Linked DNA regions of Mus musculus: region 1 is linked to region 2. Evidence: chromatin contacts called from public promoter capture Hi-C data. All regions are on one chromosome and are shown on one strand. Each heading gives the region's core, a stretch centred on a gene start, on an enhancer-like site or on the middle of the called end of the contact. The rest is flanking DNA. Distances are from core to core; before and after follow the strand shown. Region 1 holds the start of Mief1 (mitochondrial elongation factor 1). Region 2 holds the start of Myh9 (myosin, heavy polypeptide 9, non-muscle).

What was found. Promoter capture Hi-C pulls out the DNA fragments that hold promoters and counts their contacts.
Region 1: a promoter capture Hi-C map of liver shows a contact between it and region 2, with 2.6 times the contacts expected there. The contact joins the promoter of Mief1 here to the promoter of Myh9 in region 2.

What each region holds. Positions count from the first base shown.
Region 1 is chr15:80,232,512-80,235,914 of GRCm38.p6, forward strand. It overlaps Mief1 (mitochondrial elongation factor 1), which reads left to right and starts at 1,569. Exons shown (of 6, transcript NM_178719.5): 1 at 1,569-1,670; 2 at 3,294-3,403.
Region 2 is chr15:77,839,711-77,843,466 of GRCm38.p6, forward strand. Myh9 (myosin, heavy polypeptide 9, non-muscle) reads right to left here and starts at 2,465. Exons shown (of 41, transcript NM_022410.3): 1 at 2,247-2,465. It also overlaps the pseudogene Gm22107.

The DNA.
Region 1 (3,403 bases), core at 319-2,818, 2.4 Mb after region 2:
ACTGAACCCGCTGCCCCAAGTGTACCACCAGCACAAAGGCCCTTTCCAAACCAGACAGACTTGATCACTCTGACCCCTGACCTTTCTTTGACCTTCCAGTCTGTACTGGCTAGTTTTGTGTCAACTTGACACAGCTGGAGTTATCACAGAGAAAGGAGCTTCAGTTGAGGAAATGCCTCCATGAGATCCAACTGTAAGGCATTTTCTCAATTAGTGATCAAGGGGGAAAGGCCCTTGTGGGTGGGACCATCTCAGGGCTGGTAGTCTTGGTTCTATAAGAAAGCGGGCTGAGCAAGCCAGGGGAGGCAAGCTAGTACAGAACATCCCTCCATGGCCTCTGCATCAGCTCCTGCTCCCTGACCTGCTTGAGTTCCAGTCCTGACTTCCTTGGTGATGAACAGCAGTATGGAAGTGTAAGCCAAATAAACCCTTTCCTCCCCAACTTGCTTCTTGGTCATGATGTTTGTGCAGGAATAGAAACCCTGACTAAGACACAGTCCATCCATTCACCAGTGAAATGCCTACTGTACCTGAACCTGTGCCCTGGGTAAATGAATGTTCCCCTTGAGCTGCAATTCCTATAAGGTCCTGTTTCCTTATGATGTGAGTTGATAGTTATGTCCAGTCCTGTACCCAGTCCAGAGGATCCCAGATTGCCCATGCTCTGTGAAACCTGGCTGAACCCTGAGGTTTGCATCAGTGTCTCGGCTGGCTGGTCTCTGGTCTCCAAAACACCACAGATATGTGGGGGCTGGAAGACACTTTAATGTTTAGCCCCCATTATACTGGGAGCATGGGGCAGGAGTGGGGTGAGTGTGGGAAGGTTAGTGAATCTGGAAAAGGTAATCCTGACATCCGAGACTCTGTGTGTGAGTGGGTAATCCTAAGGTCTCCCCCAGAGGGTCTCCTTGTCCTTTACGAGTGGAAAACTCGTCTACTTAGGAGACTGTCCCGAGGGATAGGTTACCCGGTCTTCTAGCTGGAAATTTCACAAACTAGATTTATTTGGGTCACAAACTTCTTTCTTTAAAAAGCAAAGTAGGGCGGCCTAAAAGAATGGAAAGCCACACACTTTGGAGGAATACTGAGCTTGGACCCACTGTGAGCCTCTGCAGGGCTCAGCTTTCAGTGCAAATGACCCTGCCTCCCTCGGCCTCGATTTTCCCAAGTGTAACACTGGAATGCTGAAGTCTACCAAACAGAGAGGTTGGGTTGGACAAAATGCAGTGTGTCAAGTAATCAATTCAGTGTGGTCAGAGCCTCTCGCAGGCCAGACGTAGGCAGCAGGTGGAGGGCGACGACTTGCGGCTCCTCCCTTAAGCCACACCCAGCCAGCACTGAGTTTACACAGAGACTGCACAGTAACGCTTTCGGAGGAGGGGCCGTGGAGCTAGGTAACGTCACCTAGGAGGCGGGGCTGCGTCTGTGGGCGGGGCCCCACGACGGGCAGCGCTGGACTAAGTTCCGGGCTCCGCCTCCGGAGGGAGGCTACGGAGGGGCCGACCGGAAGTGCTTCCGCCTCCGCCCGCCTCCGCGCTCCCTGTCGCGTCTCCGTCGGCCCCGCGAGCGAGGTCGTGCCCCGGAAGTAGAGGGGCCATGTTGATGGGTGACCCGGAGAGAGGTACTGGGCGAGTGGCGAGTCCTGAGGAAAGGTAGCGCGTGGTCCGCGGGTGAGTGAGGGAGCGAATGAGGGCGGCCGGGGATCGCCCGTTTGAGCTCGGGCCAGTTTGGGGGCTACCGGCTCCCACCGGGGCCTCCAAGCTTCGCCCCGCCCCGCCTCAAGACCCGGTTGCCTCAAGCCACAGAGCCAGCCTGGCCCCGGGGTCTGCGTTCCCGTCCTCTGGGCGTTGTACCCCGATCGGAGCCCGTAGTCAGTCACTCAGCGACCTCGTTCCAGCCCCTGCGTGACGTTCTCCTTCCAGCCCTCCGTTGTTTTTCTGCATCTTTTGCATCCCGGAAGACCCTCAGGGCCAAAGGGGAGCTGTTCTGCAGTTGAGGAAAAAGGGACAGCGGTGGCTTGCCCCGGTTCGCGCTGGAAGTTAGCAAGGTCAGAGGCTACTGCTTCTGTCTTGGAGCCCAAAGTTCAGATCATTTTTTGTTTTTCATCCAGGAACTCCCTTCACCCCTGAAACACATACAGGCTCATACAACAACTGTTTCTTCCTCATAGGGTTATGGGGAGGATTCCTCCTTCCAGCCTAGTTTTGAGGTTGGTGAGCCCTGGGCCCTGTGCTGGCAAAGTTTGCTGAACGCCCTGAAGTGCACACATGTAAGACACCCCCCCCCCCCGCCCCCACCTCATTCCAGCGAGTTAGGGTCTGGATTGTTTTGGTGAGTGGGCAAATCACTTCCTTTTGGGAATGATGTCACATACTTGGCACACATCTTTCATCTCAGCTCTCAGGAGGCAGAGACAGGAGGATTTCAGAGTTTGAGGGCAGCCTGCTTTACAGAGTGAGTTCTAGGACAGCCAGAGCTCCGTAGAGAGGCCCTGCATCAGGAAACCAAATTAAACAAAAGCAAAAGAAAGCAAAAACAGAAAGAATAAAAAGAAAGAAAGAAAGAAAGAAAGAAGAGATAGAGTGATGTCTCTGTGGTTAAGAGCACTGGCTGCTTTTCAGAGGACCCAGGCTCAATTTCCAGCACTTCTGTGGTGGCTCACAACTGTATATATTATAACTCCAGTCTAAGGATATGACAGTGTTACACTCTCAAGGCAAACTGGCATGTAGACAAACATGCAGGCAAATACCCATACAGAAAAAAGTAAAAAAGTAATTAAAACAATAAGGCCAATCAGCGTGATGCTGCTTATATGGTGGTACCAGGATCCAGATATAAATCCTGGTCTTTAACTACTCTAGGCCACACTGTCTGGTAGAGTCCCATTACAGGGGCTTTTTAGGAGCAGTTCTCAAAATAACCTTGTGTAGTAAGTACTCTCATGATGTCTTTGTTATCTCTGTTTTACAATGAGGAAGCTGATGCCCACTGTACTTTATGCTAAGTGCCCGGGCAGTGGGATGGCACAGCCAGGACTCAAACTCTACTTCTTGAACCCTGGTGAGCCTTAAACTGAACTTCTCCAGGAGGGGCTGTTTACAGGGAGGAAGCTGATCCCAGCTTTGCCATGAGTCCTTGGAAGTCTCTGAGTCTGGCATTAAGAACCCCTGCCATCCCTCCCTCCCCCCAACTCAGACACACACACACACACACACACACACACACACACAGTGTCTAGCAGGCCCTGCTGTCATCAGTTCTGACTCTAGCCTTCTGTGTCTTCTCTGTAGAGTGTGACGATTAGTACACGTCGGTCCCCCATGGCCCCTTGGAGCCGAGAGGCAGTGCTGTGTCTGTACCGGGCTCTGCTGCGCCAAGGCCGAGAGCTTCGCTACACTGA
Region 2 (3,756 bases), core at 1,215-3,714:
TCGATGCTTTTAACTACTCCCCAATTATCCACTAAATGACTCCCCACTTTCCTTCACCACGCGTTTGCCTCGGTTTGCCAAGCCTGAAATGTCTTCCTTCCTCATGGTGGTTTCCCTGCTTGCCCTGGACAGCAGTGGCCCCCTGAGCCTAGGAATTCCTTGAGTCCTTTGTCTGTGGCTAGTTTGGGACACAGCACAAGCTGTCTTTGTATCTTAGTCTACCACTCCACTCTTTAATGCCTTCAAATTTCCCCAGAACACAAGTCTCTTCAGGAGGCCAGCAGGCTCTCCCAGGGTAGCCCAATGCCTCACAGTACCTTTCTGGGGTTCCTGATATCTCCCCTTCACACTAGTCACTGGTTTGTCTCAGAGTGCCGGTGAGCAGGGGCCAGGTCTTACTCAATTCACACCCACCCCACCCCGCCCCCACACACACCACCTGGCAAAGTCCCTGGCAGAAGCCCGGTTAAATATTTGCTCAATTACACATCTATAGGCCCTTCCCCCCTACCCCCACCTATAACAACCTGGTATATAAATTGACTGATATTGAGTGATTGTCTACACGGGGCTTCAAGCAAATTGCCTCCTTAATAGAAAGGGAGGGAGGCCTCCAGGTGAAGTTATCAGCTTGGACTCTAGACAGTGGAGTCAGAAATGGCTACAATGTTTCTGTGAACAAGTTACCTTTTATTTATTTATTTATTTATTTATTTATTTATTTTTGCTGTTTCAAAAAGCTTTATTTTCACTTGGTCAAGGCTTAGGAGGGGCTCCGGGGCGGGTTACAGATCTGCCTAGTGGCTTGAGAGTTCTAGATGGAGGTCCTGAGATTGACTGGCTGGCATACAGCAGAGGAGGGAGTCCTTTGGGAGGCAGAAACCTCCTAAGTCGTGCTTGAGAGTGAGCCACTCTTAGAGATACTTGGGCCAGTCTGCGTTGGCTAAAAAATACGGAACTCAATGCATTTGCGTGTCATCCTTACGCAGAGGCCATGCTAATCTGTATCGTTCCAATTTTGGTATAGGTGCTGCTGTAGGAAGCACGCAAGTTACTTTGAAATCTTGCTAATCCAGAAAACCGCTCAGAGAACTGAGAACTCGATGGACCTCCCTGTAGCCCAGCCGAGGCAGCCTCCGGGTCTCCAAGACCTGGGACTTCCCAGGGACCTTTTCCCTAACACCGCTGGGTGGGGCCTTAGGCACCCGCCCGAGCCCACCCAGCCTTCAGTTTCACTACAGCCCGCAAGCAAGTCATAGAGGGTACTTGACTCAGTTTGCCTGGGAGAGATGGGGACCCGGAGGAGCGGGGTGCAGCTCCTGCCTTAGGCGTGGCTCCAGAACAGGATGAGGTGAAGACCCTAGTGCAAGGAAGTGGGGGATGTCTTCAAAACTCCGCCTCTCATCAAACATAAAAGATGCGGCTGCCCGGCCTGGTCTTAAAGTCAGGGCCAGCTCCCAGAGACTGGCCCGGGCGTGGCGTCCCAAGGTGCGGTGGAAATCAGGTGCACGCCTGCCCGGGCGACGGGGCAGCTGCCGGCAGACCCAGGCCTTCTGACCTCGGGCAATAGAAATCCAAGGTTGAATGAGGTCAGACGGGGGGGTTCTTTTCCTGCGCCCTGAGCCCCTCGGCAGCTGGGACCCCTTTTCCCACGCACTCTGAGTACCTCTCCCCGCCCCCTCCCGGCCCAAGGGCTGACGGACAAATGAGGAAGTCCGCAGCGGACGGCGGAAACCGTGCCGGGCGCAATGTCTGCGGCGGGACCGACCGATCCTGACTCAGGAGGACGCCCTGACAGCTGCCAAGCGGTCCTCGCCTGCCCGTTACCTCCCTTTGCCAAACTTACAAAGGAGCTGCTGCCCCGTGCCCACGAACGCATCCGGCCGGCTCGGCCGAGATCTCCGGGACTGCTGCGTCCCGGAAGGGGTTAAAAAGTTTGCCGGAGCTGGCCGTCGGGGAGGCGGGAGTGCAGAGGCGACAGGAGCAGGCCGAGCTCCCAGTGCCCCGACCGGGAAGGGCATCCTGTAGGGCCGGGGACTGCGTCCCCCGGTTCCCTAACCCCGAGGCCTCGCTGCCTATCACCCCTCGGGTGAGGATGCGGAGTCCGGTCGCACCCGACCGCGCTGAAACCCGCCACGCGGAGGCCGAGAACCACAGGGCCGTCCGCCCCAAAGGACTCGAGTCTTGTCGCCGCGCGCGCGCGCTCGGCAGCTCCGGGGCGGGACATACCGGCAAAGCTCGCTCACCTGAACCTGGGTCTGCCCGGGGAACAGGCGCTGGTTCTTCCGAGTGGACTTTCTCGAGCGCTCGGGCGGCGCGGCGGGGTGGGGCGAACGCGAGACTGGAAGCTGCAGCAGGTCAGGTTCTTGAGCCTTCCGTGCCCTGCCCAGGAACCGCGGTGATCTGCGCGCCTCACCGCACCCAGCTCTGGTGCGCGCCGCCCTCCCTGCCCCGCCCTTCCAAGAGGAGGGCGGGTCTACAGCTCGCCGCCGGCTCGTGGGTGGAGCTTCCAAGAGTCCCCGCCCTCTCCCCACACTGCCCAATCCAACAGGAGTCTGGCCTAAACTGACAGATTTTCGGCCTATAAACAGACAAGAGATGGAAGCCGGAGTGCTGAGATTCATCCTCCCCATCTGTCCCCACCTCCGCCCACCCCACCTTCCACCCGCGCTTCCTAGGCGGGAGCCACGCCTTGTTGGGCGGGTCCAATGGACAGCCAGGTTACAGGACCAGGATTGACGCGGATTTCATCCAATCAGAAGCAAGCGGCTCAGGCGCGCTGGGCTCCTGGTCCCGGCTCTGGTGTGCAGCTTGGGCCGCGCCGGGGCCGGAGGGAGCGTACTGGGGAGGTCTGAGGCTCTGACACTCCGCCCAGCGAACCGTGTTTTCCCTTCGTCCTGTCCTACCAGGAGAACAGATATTAAGTACCATATATGGGAAAAGTGGTATTTTACATAATTATGATGGCTGTGGGGGCGGTCATGGCTTCAACCCTGCATTCCGTGTGGGCGTCCTGAGTTCGATTTTGGAGCCTGCTCGCGGCTGTCCTCCAACCTCTGAACCTTTGCTCTGGCTAGTACCTCTGCCTGGAATGCAGTCTAAGCCACTCTTAACCTTTGAATAATTAACTCACACACATCTCAGATATTTGTCACTAAATTATTTTAAGGGTAGATTTCATTTGTTTTATTTTGGTTACTAACCACGAGAGGATTTTTTTTTTCATTTAAAAAAATGTACTTTGCCATTAATCTATCAGGAATTTGTCCACGCATTATTTTCTGCCCAAATTGTCCGTTTCCGAGTTGTGTCCATTGATCTATGTGGTCGATCCTGCAGCACGTCAATGCTTTCAAATGGCTTTATGAAGGCAAATTTCTCGTCATTGCTCTTAACTGTTGGAATGTTCTTGCTAACACAGTTAAAATGATCCTTCCATATAAACTTCAGGGAAAACTTACATTCTGAAGCCAAAAAGCAGCTAAAGAAAGAAAGAGATTTTGCAGCCCAGATGACCAGTGATTGCTACCCACATTACAGCAAAGACTGCTTCCCAGTTGATAAGAAAAATTTAAAAAATTTTTAAAAGGCTGAACCATCCAGGGGTTGTGGGTGGTATACCAGAACTCAAGAGGTCTGAGGTAGGAGGGGGAGTTCAAGACTAGCCTGAACTACACAGACAAGCAGTTCAAAGGTGTGAAATATATAAAGCCAATAATTACTTTTAAAACTAATCATCAAGAGACTGGAGATGTA